2 separate regions of the Oryctolagus cuniculus genome follow, and region 1 is linked to region 2. Evidence: chromatin contacts called from public Hi-C data. All regions are on one chromosome and are shown on one strand. Each heading gives the region's core, a stretch centred on a gene start, on an enhancer-like site or on the middle of the called end of the contact. The rest is flanking DNA. Distances are from core to core; before and after follow the strand shown.

Region 1 (7,450 bases), core at 2,764-5,263, 190 kb before region 2:
AAATATAATTAATGCATTCCAATATTGTGACGAGAGCTCAAATTGTCTTATCTATGACCAGTGGAGACTTTTTCTACTTGACTCCTAAAACCCTAGTAGTGCTTGATAGCTACCCAGCTGCAGCATGACAAGCTGCTCATCCTGAACTTCTGTAAACCTAGAATTAGAATTTTTACCAACAAGCCCTGGCTTCTTTTCATGAGGTATTGTATTTAAGAACACAATCTGGGCAATAAGAATAATCAATGCCACGGGGTTGGTCATTGTTTCTAGGCGTTTTCAAAGCAAGATAGAGATGGAGATAGAGTGAGCAAGTGAGCAGCGGGGTGGGGTCAGGCAAGATACATTATGAGTTCATATGGATACTTCCAATCTTGCAATTCAAATTTAAGACCACAGAACATTTACAAAATTTATCATCTAGTATATATGTATGTACTTTCTTCTACACTAAAAATTTTAGTTCTCAAAGATGCAAGCCATGACAGAACTAGAACACCCAATTATTTGTTTTCCCTTCACATTACATATGCAACAGACTCAAAATATACCAATATTACCACCACTGTGAGTACCAAAAACATTTATTTTTTGCATGAACAGTCTCTATTCTCCCTCTTGCCCCCATTTTTTTTTTTTTACTGAATTGTATGAACTCATATGGAGATTTTTTTAATACTTAAATGAGACTGTTCTTATACCCCAAAGTAGCCACAGACTCTTCTGTTATTTGAGAATTAAAAAGCTGTGGGACCTACCTGAGAAATCATTCAAAAAGTGGGTAAGAAATCATCGACTAAAGAGACATGAAGAAATGACAGTAAAAATCTCTTTGTTCACCCTCTCAAGTTATTTCTATACAGTAAAATGATTATCTCTGGCAAATGTATGCCAATATAACTTTTTAAAAATGATTTATTTATTTATTTGAGAGGTAAAGTTACAGAGAAAGGGCAAGACAGAGAGAAGGGTCTTCCATCTGCTGGTTCACTCCACAAATGGCCAAATGGCAGGAGCTGGGTGATCCAAAACCAGGAGCCAGGGTCTTCTTCTGGGTCTCCCATGTGGGTGCAGGAGCCCAGACACTTGGGCCATCTTCTACTGCTTTCCCATTCCACAGCAGAGAACTGGATTGGAAGTGGAACAGCTGGGACTTGAATAGGTGCCCATATGGGATGCCGGCACTGGAGGCAGAGGCTTAGCCCTCTATGCCACAGTGCCGGCCCTTCCAATATAACTTGTAATAAGCTAGGAGGTACATGGTTGGATCATGTGATCCTAAGCCAAAAATTTTTTTATAGTTTCCTGATGTTGGATGTCAGTCAAACCTTCCAACTCCTGAGCAAATCTCACTTCTAACTGGAGCCTTCCCCAGAAGTCCTAACTGTGAGAACTAATACAGAAGGCATATACAAAGCTCCAGCTACATGATAAGCACTTAGCAAATGGTGTTTGCTATCATGACTTTCTTTGCTATCATGTTTAAGAAATACCACTGCTTACTTTATCATCAGGAATTTCCTATTACAGGAGTAATTATTCTCAAGGATCCTAGAAAGAAAGGGCCTAATATACTTACTTTATATTCACTGGAATAGTGGTCAGAAATGTTGCTATAGAATTTTCCAAAAACTATTGATTTCTGATCAATAAATAGAGATAAGTGGAGTTAAAATATCACAATAGATATTGGGAAGGCAATGAAAGCCTGTTTTGTTAATTGAGTGCATGTTGCACTTTCTCTAATATCAGTATCATATTGCTCATTATCAATAGAACATATGTCTACTGTACGTCCTAGAGACATCTAACAAAGCACTAGGCCTTTTTTTAAAAAAAATGCATTATGTTGCGGTATCAAACTGTGGAAAATCTTTGGAAGGGTACTGGAGCTCAGTGGGAGACATGACTTAACTGGATGATGCTTTGATGTGTGTAAAGTTACCTCTAAGGAGTGGAAGTATGTTCTGTGCAAAACAAGGAAAATGGTGAAAAGTAAGACAGTGAGAAACGTATGCCTCTGTCTGGTTTTAAATGTAATTCAGCAGGTTGACTTTGGAATTCAACATTTTTATAAAGTTTTCTTTCTTGTCAAATATTTAATTTAGTCTTGTAATTCTTGTTTGAAAGATATTTGGAACTACATGCTTTCCTTTATTTCCATGCATTTTTATGCTTGCATTTTGTAATCATGTACAATGTTATACAGGAGGAAAAGAACCTTTTATTTTCTTGTGTAGTTCCTTTAAATGCAGAATACACTGTTGAAACACTGTTTAAAATAGTTCTGAAACATTTCAATGATCTTTGTTCTTATCTTCTTTTTATTCTGATTACTAAGTGCCTACTTAAAGTCCATGAGAGTAGTGACTGGTCCTGTTTTAGCATTATTCCAGAAGTGGTTATCCATCTTCCAAATTATTCATTACAAACAAAACATTAACGTCAAAGATGGAAAGTGAACAAAATTAAAACGCACCATTTTCTTGATGAGAGCAGACTTTTTGTAATTAATGATTTTTCCAAGTTGTGGGCAAAATACAAGTAGAAGCAAAATGGGCTTCTTTATTACATAAATCCAAATCTTACCAGCCAAAAACAAAGTTTGTAAAAAGCACTATGTAGAAATTTGAGATCTAAGTTTTCATTTAAATGAAATATTGATGCTTTAAAAGTTTAGAAATTGTATATTATTTTTGAACTATAACAATTTCAAATTAATACAAGTAAAGGACACCTTGCATTTTAAGTTTTCCATGGAGAATTAAAGACAATCAATTAAGGATACTTTTTTTTTTAGTAATTTAAAAGTAAAATTTAAAGCAGTAGATAATTGAAAGAGAAAAACGTAAATTTACGATTCTGATTTTGAAAAAATTCAGTTATAAGAATTAAAGGCCTGCTTCAAAGGGGAAGAAAGTTCTTAGAATATGTTGGTTGTTTTTCACTAAGTTCAACTTTATTTTGAACATAAAAAAACTTATGTTCTTTATCACAGAAGCTGAAGTTAATGTACTCCAGCCCACAATGACTATTTGTGTTTTGGGGATAAAGGGAACTTTGCTCCCTTATTTATGGCTTCTTCTTATTTCTCTACAATAACTCCATTCAAGAAAATAAAAGACACATTTGTTGTACTAATTCCACCTAAGCACTTTATAAAAAGATGACTGCCAGAAAAATCTATACTTAAATTATTGTACTGTAAAGGAACTAAGTATCTCCTTACAGAACTCCTTATAGTAGCTGGATTTAACACCCAGCTAGCCATCATCATGACCTAGAAGAAGAGCATCTGGTAGGTTTTGAGACATTAATAGAGCAGGGTTACAGAAAAGTGACTTTAGATTTGATACTTTATTTGTGTGTGTGTGGGTAAATAAAATTAATATATATGACCGTTAAGCCAATGGTCAACAAGATGATTAAATTGTATTGCCATGAATGCCACATGCCATTATATCATATGTATTTTTAAAGTGAGGAAATTAGGAAATTTGAACAATGCAAATGTAATTTGGATCATTTTATGGTCAATAAGTAAGAAATTTATCCACTCTAAGTCGGATTTGCTTATTCTATGGATTAGGAAGATTAACACAAATTATAAAATAAAAAATAACCTCAGGAAATAGAATATTTGATTTTGAAATAAATTTTCTTATCACAGGACAAGTCTCCTACTGGATCTGAGAATTCATATTTACTACTTAACATACTATACTCCATTGGTAAGAAAAGAATTAAGTAGAGATTAGGGGTGTGTATGAGAGTAGACATGACAAAAAAATGAAGCCAAATGTCTTCCATTTAAGGGGTCTACAACTCACCAAGGACTAGAACAAATCCTATAAACAGAAAGACTGGCAGAGAGCTCTTGTAATGAACGTTCAATTGTTCTGGTTCTCATGTTTAAAGAAAGAAGAAATTGCTTCCCTCAGCATACTACACAGAACTCTCCTGGGATGTCTGATGACACCCTTTCCTCCAATCTCTGTACAACTCAGACTAGTTATTAATACACTGGAGGAAAGCTCAGATTTCACCCTGTCATAGTCTTCCAAGGAACTGCCTTGCTGCACTGTTCAAATGGTGTACAGGAACAAAATTTTCTTGGTGTCATTCGTATTAGAGTTTCTTTCTATTAAATTCTATTGTAGGTTAAATAAACTGTCAAATTTTATTTCATTCTATTATAGTAAATTATATTTTAGGCTACAAAAAGTATTTGAGGATTTATTAAATAGCAGCAAGATAATAAATACCATAAAATCTGACACTTGAACACTACGGATGATAAAACAGTTTCAGAACAGTTCAGACCATGGCTTTTAATAAAAAGGACAGATTATTTACATAGCTGAGGCAGCTTACTGTTTCACTGTTTTTGTGCTCTAGTATGTTAATGCAGTATTTAGAATTTAATAGGGATCCAATCACTATTTATTGAATAAAAATAAAAAAGGCCTTTGTGATAGGCATAAATCTGGATATATTTTGGGTTCTGCAAAGAAGTTATTGCTAATCATTCCCCCCTTAAGTTAAAAGTACCTTTCCATGCAAATAATTTTATTGGGGCCAGGATTGTGGTGAAGAGGGTTAAGCCACTTCCTGAGACACTGGCATCCAATAGGAGTGTCAGTTTGGAGTCTCATCTGCCCCACTTTCTATCTAATTCCACGGTAATGCACCTGAGAAAGCAGTAGAAGATGGCCTGAGTGCTTGCGCCCCTGCAGCCAAGTGGGAGACCCAGTTGGAGTTCCAGGCTCCTGGCTTCAGACCCAGCCATTGTGGCCATTTGGTAAGTGAACCAATGGATGGAAGCTCTCTCTCTCTCTCGATCTCTCGATCTCTCTAACTCTGCTTGGCAAAAACCTCAACATTTAAAATAATAATTTTATTAATAGTAGAACCTAAGCACACACACATCAAATTCTTTAGAAACAGTATTTAAAAAAAAAAACACAAAAACTCAAGAACTACCCTGGGAAGCAGACATCTTTAATGAATCAGGAACTCCGAGGTTCAAAAAATTAAGTCACTTGCACAATTCCATCCATGTAGGAAATGGGGTATCTGGAATTAAGTCCTGGTAATTTGGAGTTTTCTACAGCACTCCCATAGTTGTGAGCTATGTTTTTATAGAATCATTCCTGACATTACAGTAAGAAATCAATTCTTTCTGTACCTGCGAAGTCTGTATTACTCTATTAAAGAAAAGGATGTCTTTCTACCTGACTAGAGCAGGTGTTTCTGTTGTAAGAATAACAAAGTTGACAGACTGAATTTACTGCTACAGCATAGTCATGTTTGACTTATTAACAGAATTACCCTGATCCCTCACCAAGCACAGAAGGTGTTCCTTGTGCAGAAGACAACAGTTAGGTAAACTTAGAGAGAACTAAGGGTATATCACAGGAAGCAATCTGTGGCAAGGCTTCCAGGAGGCTCCATAAACATCTCTAGAAGCAAGACAGAAAGTCCTTGTTGTCTTCTGGTTTGTTTCTGATGGACAAAATCAGTTTCAGTGACACTGGTACAGGAAAAGGGCTCTATATTTCCATTGATAACCTCAGATTAAAAGCACTTTTTAAAACATATTTTATTTTATTTTAATTTTATTTTATTTTATTTTATTTTATTTTATTTTTGACAGGCAGAGTGGACAGTGAGAGAGAGAGACAGAGAGAGAAAGGTCTTCCTTTGCCGTTGGTTCACCCTCCAATGGCCGCCGCTGCAGCCGGCGCACCGCGCTGATCCGATGGCAGGAGCCAGGAGCCAGGTGCTTTTCCTGGTCTCCCACGGGGTGCAGGGCCCAAGCACCTGGGCCATCCTCCACTGCACTCCCTGGCCATAGCAGAGAGCTGGCCTGGAAGAGGGGCAACCGGGACAGAATCCGGCGCCCCGACCGGGACTAGAACCCGCTGTGCCGGCGCCGCAAGGTGGAGGATTAGCCTATTGAGCCACGGCGCCGGCCTAAAACACATTTTAATCATGTACATCCTCTTAACTATAAAGAACTAGAAATCTAGGTAAAATACACAAAAGGTCTTGAGAGGGCAAGATTTTGAAGAAGGTTACCTGGAAATCTCATGGCCAACTCTGTTTTTCCCTTTGACTAATTTTTCCAATTTGAAAACTGTCACAGAGGCTGGTAAGTAATGCAGAGAATGGCAGCTGAAAAGCAAAGAAACTAAGAGCTTTCAGGAGTTTCATATCTGAAAAAACAAAAATTGGGGCCAGTACTGTGGCGTAGTGGGCTAAGCCTCTGCCCACAGCTCTGGCATCCTATGTGGGTGCTGGTTCAAATCCTGGCTGCTCCTCTTCTGATATAGCCCTCTGCTTTGGCCTGGGAAAGCACTGGAAAATGGCCCAAGTGCTTGGGCCCCTGCACCCGCATGGGATACCTGGAAGAAGCTCTTGGTTCCTGGCTTCAGATTGGTGCAGCTCTGGCCATTGCAGCCAATTGGGGAGTAAACCAGAGGATGGAAAACCTCTCTCTCTCTCTCTGCCTCTCCTCTCTCTGTAACTGACTTTCAAATTGATAAATAAATCTTTTTTTTTTTTTTTAAAGAAGACAGGGTCTAATGGAAGATCCTAACTATAAAACTCTGTCCCACCCACTCTCTCTGTTCTGCTTAAAGATGTGATTGCCAGCTGTGACACCCACTTCAGCCTCCAAGATCCACCATGCAGTCTTCTCCAGAACTGATGCCATGCATGAGTCTCTAAAACTAAACTAAATAAGGATTTCCTCTTTATAAGTTAGCTGCTTCAGGTATGTTGTTACAGTAATGCAAATCTAACCAATTCCCCACTATAGGAGTAATAGACCTGAAATTGACCAGACCAAACAAGAACTGAAAACTTGTTTGAAATGATCTCAATCCCCTATTAGATTAAGGTACTGTATTCTTAGCCTAGCCTCCTAAAAGAAAGAAAAGTAAATCCTTTATAAAAGTTAAAAAAAAAAAAAAAAAGAAAGAAAACCACAGAGAGAGCAAGCCTATAATTAGTTTTCATAAACAAAGAATTCTGTTAAGAATTTCAGCGCATTTCAAAGAATACAAATAATAAAAGATGACAGAAACAAGATCCACAGATGATTCAAATATTGGAGTTATCAGGCATACACATGTCCAAATGGAAATTCAGGAGAGAAGTATAAAGCTATAAATAAGAATCAAATGAAAATTCTAGAACTGAAAAATCACAGTGACTCAATAAACTGAAATTTGATATTCAAATTACATCTATAATAAACACAAAACATTTAGGAATAAATTTAACAAGTATGTGTAGCATCTGCATGCTGAAAATTTGCAGAGAGAAATAAATTGAGATACCATGTTCACAGACTGGAAAGCTCAATATTTTAAAACTTACCAGTTCTCCTCAGCTTGATAAACATTTTCAACAGAATCTCAGTAAAAACCCTAGTAAGCTCTTA
Region 2 (7,417 bases), core at 2,902-5,401:
GAATTTTTATTAACACCATTTCCAGGCCCTGTCCAGAATTTTCTAACTCAATAAATTTATGAAGGAGGCCCTGGAATCTGTATTTTCTAAAAGCTTCCCAGGTGGTTTTGTGATCCGATCCCAGGAGGACACCACTGATATTAATCCCAAGTCTTGCTGGGCAGATGTGCAGTCTGGGTCCTATCTGGTCCCAGCCAAGCAGACGAAGGAGGAGAATTCAGCGCCCTGGGCTCTACTCCCTTCAAACTTCTCACTGGGCCCCGGGAGCTGACCAAAGCTTTTCTATTCCTCTCGCATTCAGAGTAAGAAGACTGTTGATTTGTCTTGGAGTAGTTGTTATTGCCTTTCTTGGAAAACCTGATAACCAAGAGAAAGGCTTGGCTGACTTACAATTTATAAATTAAAACCAGTCTGCAGATAGGGAAATAGGCCAGGTGATTCCTTTGTATCTCTTCTATCCTGAACTTCCCAAGTTCCTAGGATTTAACAACAAAAGAAACCCCTTTCTAGAGACTTTCACTTTCCTTTGTTAAGAAGGTTTCCCCTCAAGCCTTCCAGGTAAGGAAGAAATTGACTTTCCTCCTCCTTGGTTCTGCTTAGCGCTCCTTATCTGAAAGGATGGCTACACTGAGAACATTCATATATGCAAAGCCTGTTCCTTCCTGCCTTTGGCACATATTTAACACTTTCAGATGAAACCTACAGATAGCTGAAATGGCCAGGCTGCCACCTAGTTTACCATAAATACAACAGCACCACCTTGTGTTTTGCTTCTAGGAGAATTTTCTTCTTCAGCAGGACAAAAGCTTGGCAGAAAGGTGGTTTAGGGTGTAGGACTAGGCCTCAAATTCCTTCCCCTGGAAAAACTACAGTCATCCTGTGGTGTCCATGGGCAATTGGTGCTGGGACTTTCTGTGGGTACCAAAATCTAAGGATGCTCAAGTCCCTCATTTGCATAGAAACTATAACTCCTGTATATTTTAAATCATTTCCAGATTATATGTAATAACACAAGGTAAATGCTTTGTAAATAGTGTTATGTTGTGTTTAGGAAATAGTGTCTAGAAAAAGAGAGATCTCTACATAGCCCAGGAGCAATCTTTCTTTTTCTGAATATTTTCAGTCTGCATTGTTCGAACCTATAAATGAAGAAGTTGTGGAGAGGGAGGGCTGGTTGTGTCAGCAGCCACTACCACTTCTTAAAAAAAACCATCGGTTCACTATCAGTCAACAATTATCTCCTATCAAACTATATAATTTTTACAATATCAAATGTGGCTGGAAAATGGAAGCACAGAAATAAACATTGATAAAACTTGGGTAAGCACAAGGCTTTACTAAATATCACAGGAGAAAGGTTAGCATCAAATTCTCATTACAAAATGTTGATGCTATTATGATTGAGCATTTTTTTTCTGAAAATTCTTTTGTATTCAGAAAGGTAGCTTTTGAACCATGTATTTGCCTATTAAAGTTTTTTTTTAAATAAAACCTCTGGCAGTTCTATGTGAGCCTGGTTAAAATATTTGTTTTCTCCAAGCAGAGCTGTAGATTCATATGAGGGCAGTCTTCAAAACATTCATGGAAATGCATATTATTTATGGATTTCAAATTTGTACCAAAATAAACTTATCTATTAATTCAATTTTCTATGAGCTGTTTGAAGCACCCTCATATATATACTTTTTCATCTTCACTATGGGGTGAGCTGAGAATTTAATAGATGACTATCATTGGGGCTGAAGAACCATATTTTATAAGCCAAAAAATCAAAATACAATCTAACCAAATTTACCACTTGTCAGAGTTTTCCCCCCAATGAGAATATGACTAATTTAAAAAGACTGTTTCCAATTAAAATTTGAAATGTCAAGATTAGTATAACAAATTAGCAATTCTTTGTCTCTGAAACCACCTGGAAAATTGAGTCAGGGACCTTAAAACCTACACCTCATTGTAGGACTAGAAAATAGCAAACCACCTGTATTCAGGACCCTGTTGGGATTGACCGTGCAGAAAGTTTTACCCAGAAAGTCTGTTAGAAGCCTCATTATTGTTACTTTTAGTTGTAAAAGGAGAGTGTAGTCTTCCAAGTGTGTCTGCTATTGTTTACCCCATCTACAATTTCAAGTTACTGTGCTAAGATAATAACTTTTTTATTTTTATTTTTTATTTAGTAAAATAAATTTCCAAAGTACAGTTTATAGATTACAATGGCTTCCCCCCCCCCATAATTTCCGTCCCACTCACACCCCTCCCATCTCCTGCTCCCTCTCCCATTCCATTCACATCAAGATTCATTTTCAATTATCTTTATAGACAGAAGATCGATTTAGTATATATTAAGTAAAGATTTCATCAGTTTGCACCCACACAGAAACACATAGTGTAAAATACTGTTTCAGTACTAGTTATAGCATTACTTCACATTGGACAACACATTAAGGACAGATCCCACATGAGGAGTAAGTACACAGTGACTCCTGTTGTTGACTTAACAATTTGACACTCTTGTTTATGGCGTCAGTAATCTCCCTAGGCTCTAGTCATGAGTTGCCAAGGCTATGGAAGCCTTTTGAGTTCACCGACTTCGATCTTATTCCGACAGGGTCATAGTCAAAGTGGAAGTTCACTCCTCCCTTCAGAGAAAGGTACCTCCTTTGTTGATGGCCCGTTCTTTCTACTGGGATCTCACTTGCAGAGATCTTTCATTTAGGTCTTCTTCTTCTTCTTTTTTTTTTTTTTCCAGAGTGTCATGGCTTTCCATGCCCGAAATACTCTCATGGGCAATCTGCGATACACCAATCTGTGACTCTTTTCCTAACAATACCCACCCCTGTATACAAAGTTACTTCAAAGAGTTCATAAAAGTAAAACTAAAAGATATGTTTATTTTGATGCAAAATATTTGGGGGGGGGCAGTGCTGTGGCGCAGTAGGTTAAAGCCCTGGCCTGAAGCACCGTCATCCCATATGGGCGCCGGTTCTAGTCCCAGCTGCTCCTCTTCCATCCAGCTCTCTGCTACAGCCTAGGAAAGCAGTAGAACATGGCCCAAGTCCGTGGGTCCCTTCACCCATTCAGGAGACCTGGAAGAAGCTCCTGGCTCCTGGCTTTGGATCGGCGCAGCTCCAGCTGTTGCAGCCATCTGGGGAGTGAACCAGTGGATGGAAGACCTGTATCTCTCTATCTCTACCTCTCTCTGTAACTCTGTCTTTCAAATAAATATATATTTAAAAAAATTTTATTTTTTGGAAAATTAGGTGTATTTTGTTTCTGATACATATTTTTCCATGAAGATTTTATAGACCCTTCATAGGTACGGATTTCAACATTTTTGCACCAAAATAAACGGATCTTTTAAAGCCATTTTGATGATCTCCTTGGAGCTCTTTCTTTCCAGGCAGTTCACTGTTTTACAGCATGCTGCGGGGGTTCTCTTAGGCGGACAACCATGCTACAAGCCATGGCAAATTGAAAGTTAGCAGAAAATGGTTTCAGAATATTTCTTACTCTCCATGTAAGTTATGAAGGAAAATAACATTCTTGCAAAAGTTCCTGTAGCCTGAACCGCAGTTTTGAAGCTGTCCACAGATCCATGGAAAGCTTTCTTGGAACACAGAACGAGAATTCTTGTGTAGAAGAATAGCCTGCCTGTTTTCAGAAGAAAGGCGGGAAAAGTGCCGGGAACCACACCCACTAATGATATCAACAGTTTCCAGAAGGCTTGCCCGTAAAGTGGTGCCTGCTTGGCTGGACAAAGCAAGCCTGCTGTGGCCCCACCCCTGATGTCAGCCGTGGGTCATGAACGTGGGACTCTTCACATCACGTGGTATAGGACCTAATTCACCAGGTTCACCTCTCTCCCCGCACCGGAACTCAAACGCTGACCTTCTCCTCCCGCCCTGCCCTAGCTGTGCCTGCGTGCCCTGCTCCTGTGGAAGAAAGCTGCATCTTTTCCAAGAAGAGTTGCTGTCTTGCTCAGATGAAAGGCGTGAAGCCAGGCTGAGGTGAGCTTGTTATCAATCAGCCCTGATTGGCAGAAGATGACCCAGTTGCCAAGCCTGTCTTTGAGCAGTGATGAAGGTGAAGCATCGTTCGGCTAGGCGCTAAGTAGGCACTGTAAATCATGCTAGAGGCTGTACCACTTCAGTGCTGGAGGCAGCAACGGAAACGAGTAATGTGCTACCAGTAAACTGCAGTGAACTCGGTCGTTCTGAATGCTCGGCACCTGCTTGTGTTTGTAAAGTGGGAGTTCAGGTCAGGGAAACTTGGAGCTATTGCGCTGCAGCATGATGGATTCTGTCTCATTAGACTCCATGCACATTTAAGTGAAATTTTGCTTTAAACAAGGCTGAGGAGAGCAGGGGCTGTGGACATCTATGCTTTTAATCCTTTAGGAAACATTTCTGTCTGGACAGGTTGTGGAACACGTCGCCCATCTTTAAAAATATCCTAACCAATCCTTCCTGGTCACTCAAGTCTCACCTCTTTATGTGGCCTTCCCTGGTGCGTTTAGTTTGCAATGGGTGCTTCCTCTTAATTTTTTTAAGATTATTTGTTTATTTGAAAGTCAGAGAGGGAGGGGGAGAGGGAGAGAGATAGAGATAGAGATGGAGAGAGAGAGAGAGAGAGATCATCCATCTACTGGTTCACTCCCTAAATGGCTGCAATAGCTCCATCTGAGTCTCCCACAGGGGTGGCAGGAGTCCAGGTACTTGAGCCATTTTCTGTGGCCTCCCTAGGTGCATTAGCATGCAGCTGGATCAGAAGCAGAGCAGCTGGGACTCCCTCCAGTATGGGATGCTAGTGTGACAAGCAGTGGCTTAACCTGCTGTGCCATAATACTAACACTAGATGCCTTCTTTGTTTCCTGAGCACTTACTGTGTGCTCGGTGATTGCATGCCTTGTCTTTGCCCATAGTGTGCTACTATGAGAACACTTCAAAAAGTCTGTGGGAAAATGGAATTAAAAGATATCTTTATTTTGATGTGAAAAATTTTTGAAGTGCACACACAGGATTTTTTCAAAATATGCATTTTCCATGAACTTTCTGAAAACTTCATATTTCTACATGTGAAGAGAGCACATTTTTACACTTTTAGAATTTGGTTTTTGTTTGTTTTGTAATTACACATTTCAAGCAATCTGTACAGGTGACACATTAACTTTTCTTTTTTTTAATATTTAAATTTTTTTTTTTTTGGACAGGCAGAGTTAGACAGTGAGAGAGAGCGAGAGAGACAGAGAGAAAGGTCTTCCTTCTGTTGGTTCACCCCCCAAATAGCCGCTATGGCCAGCGCGCTGCGCCAATCCAAAGCCAGAAGCCAGGTGCTTCCTCCTGGTCTCCCATGCAGGTGCAGGGCCCAAGCACTTGGGCCATCCTTCACTGCCTTCCTGGCCCACAGCAGAAAGCTGGACTGGAAGAAGAGCAACCAGAACAGAATCCGGCGCTCCGGGATGCAGGCACCGCAGGCGGAGAATTAGCCTAGTGAGCCATGGCGCCAGCACAAAACTTTTTAATTGTGAAATTTTTTTAAAGATTAATTAATTAATTAATTTGAAAAGCAGAGTTATAGAGAGGCAGAGGAAGAGAGGGGGAGAGAGGGAGAGAGGGAGAGAGGGAGAGAGGGAGAGAGGGAGAGAGGGAGAGAGAATCTTCCATGCACTGGTTCACTCCCCAAATGGCCAGAGCTGGGCTGATCTGAAGCCAGGAATCAAAAGCTTCTTCCAGTGTCGCAGGTGAATGCAGGCACACAAAGACTCGGACCATCTACCACTGCTTTCCCGGGTGCATTAACAGAGAGCTGAATTGGAAGTGGAACAGCTGAGACTTGAACCAGTACCCATTTGGGATGCCAGCACTGCAGACGGTGGCTTTATCTGCTACACTACAGTGCTGGCCCCTTAATTGTGAAATATGGAAATGACATTTCGTATAGTTTCTGTTCTCCTGAGAAATGGAAAGATCCTAGACTTCAGTGTCAGATGGATCAAGATCCAGACCTTAGTTTAGACCTTTACAAGTTATGTAATTCTGAACAGTTTGCCTAACTTCTTTGAACCACAGTCTTCCTTGCTTGTAAAATTGAATCACCATCAAAATATCTGGCACAAGATAAAGAATCAGTGCAATCATGTATGCTAGTTGCCCAGCTCAGTGTGTATAAAGTGTCCAATAAATGGTGGCCAGAAACAGAAATATTAGGAACCATAGCAGCAGGATTGTTACACACAGTGCGTTGTCTTTCTGAAAGAGATTGTTCTTGAGAAAATGGATTATGTTACACACACTTGCATGGAATCGCTCAACAGTTCCTGTATGGGGTACAAGCAACACTCAGTGCCAGTTGAAGTGTACTGACATGAGAAAGTCGGGGATCGATACACTTGCTCAGCAACAGTAACAGTAGGATTGAGGCTAAGGTTACCAACTATTCTGAAGAATGAAACGTGATGAAGACAAGTGCTTCATCAGAAATTTACAAATAAGAACTTCCTCTTTCACACAGTGCTGTTAACTTTAGGGTGAGGAGGATGAGGAAGAAAGGTAAAAGAGAGAGAAGGGAATGAAGCAGAGCTGTTACAACTTGGGAAAAAGGACAAATTGTAGGGGACTGCTGCTCCTCCGCACGCAGAGGAGCTGCACCGGACCGGACGCTTGTTGTTCCCTTTTTTACAAGTCCTTTCTATAGTAAAGTAAGAATAAGTAAACAGCAAATTCCCAAAGCAAGAATGAGTAGAGAGAAATGAGAAAGAACGAAGCAACGAACTTCCCCGCGAACTCTCCAACGCACTCTCCAACCAACCCACACCACCATGCCGTCTCTCTCCTCCTATATAGTCCTCTCCACCAATCCGTGCTCTGCTACCCACACGCCGAGCGCTGCTCTCCTCCAATCAGGAGCAGCTCCTGCAGCTTGTCAAGTTGGTGAGAGGCAGCTGGGTAGAAGCTGTTTGCTCCTCTCCCAGCGCCATATTGTGGGAGAGCAGATGTATAGAATAAGTCTTAATTCCAGTAACAGTATAGTCCGAGTTGCTCCCCACAGGGACACAGACGAGGGAACTCATCTTTGCTGAACACTCTATGTCAGCCCTTTGCGCAAAATCCTCACTGTCATACTGAACTGTATTTAAGTCCTATTAGCCTCAGACAGCTTGAATAAACATGTCTAAGAACCCACAGCCAGTAAATGGTAGAACGAAGACTTGTTCTCAGGGCTGCCTGTCTTCAAATATGAGTTCATTCACAGCTCCATGCTGTCAATCCTTTGTGCAGAGGACTAAGGTTGGCTACCCATGCCAGTCTCTGCTCCAGCTGCCACCCTTCTCCTGCCCTTCACATAGGGTGATACATAATTTATCATTCAAACCAAGACACATCTGGGACTGAAAGAGGGAGATATTAATAATTCCTCC

What was found. A called contact is a pair of places that touch in the nucleus more often than the background predicts.
Region 1: a contact with region 2 is called in a Hi-C map of liver, with 9 times the contacts expected there. The contact joins two enhancer-like sites. A contact is called at or near these places in 5 of 6 Hi-C or Micro-C datasets (ear pinna, embryonic fibroblasts, liver and 2 more).

Annotation. Positions count from the first base shown.
Region 1 is chr9:80,694,979-80,702,428 of mOryCun1.1, reverse strand. All of the region lies in intron 1 of STARD13 (StAR related lipid transfer domain containing 13), which reads right to left. Among named protein-coding and RNA genes, the nearest start is that of STARD13, 150 kb to the right of the region's middle. Within about 2 kb of position 4,013, at least 1 of the 8 cell types and tissues checked has an H3K27ac peak or open chromatin away from gene starts, as enhancers often do.
Region 2 is chr9:80,500,250-80,507,666 of mOryCun1.1, reverse strand. No RefSeq gene overlaps it. Among named protein-coding and RNA genes, the nearest start is that of STARD13, 49 kb to the left of the region's middle. Within about 2 kb of position 4,151, at least 2 of the 8 cell types and tissues checked have an H3K27ac peak or open chromatin away from gene starts, as enhancers often do.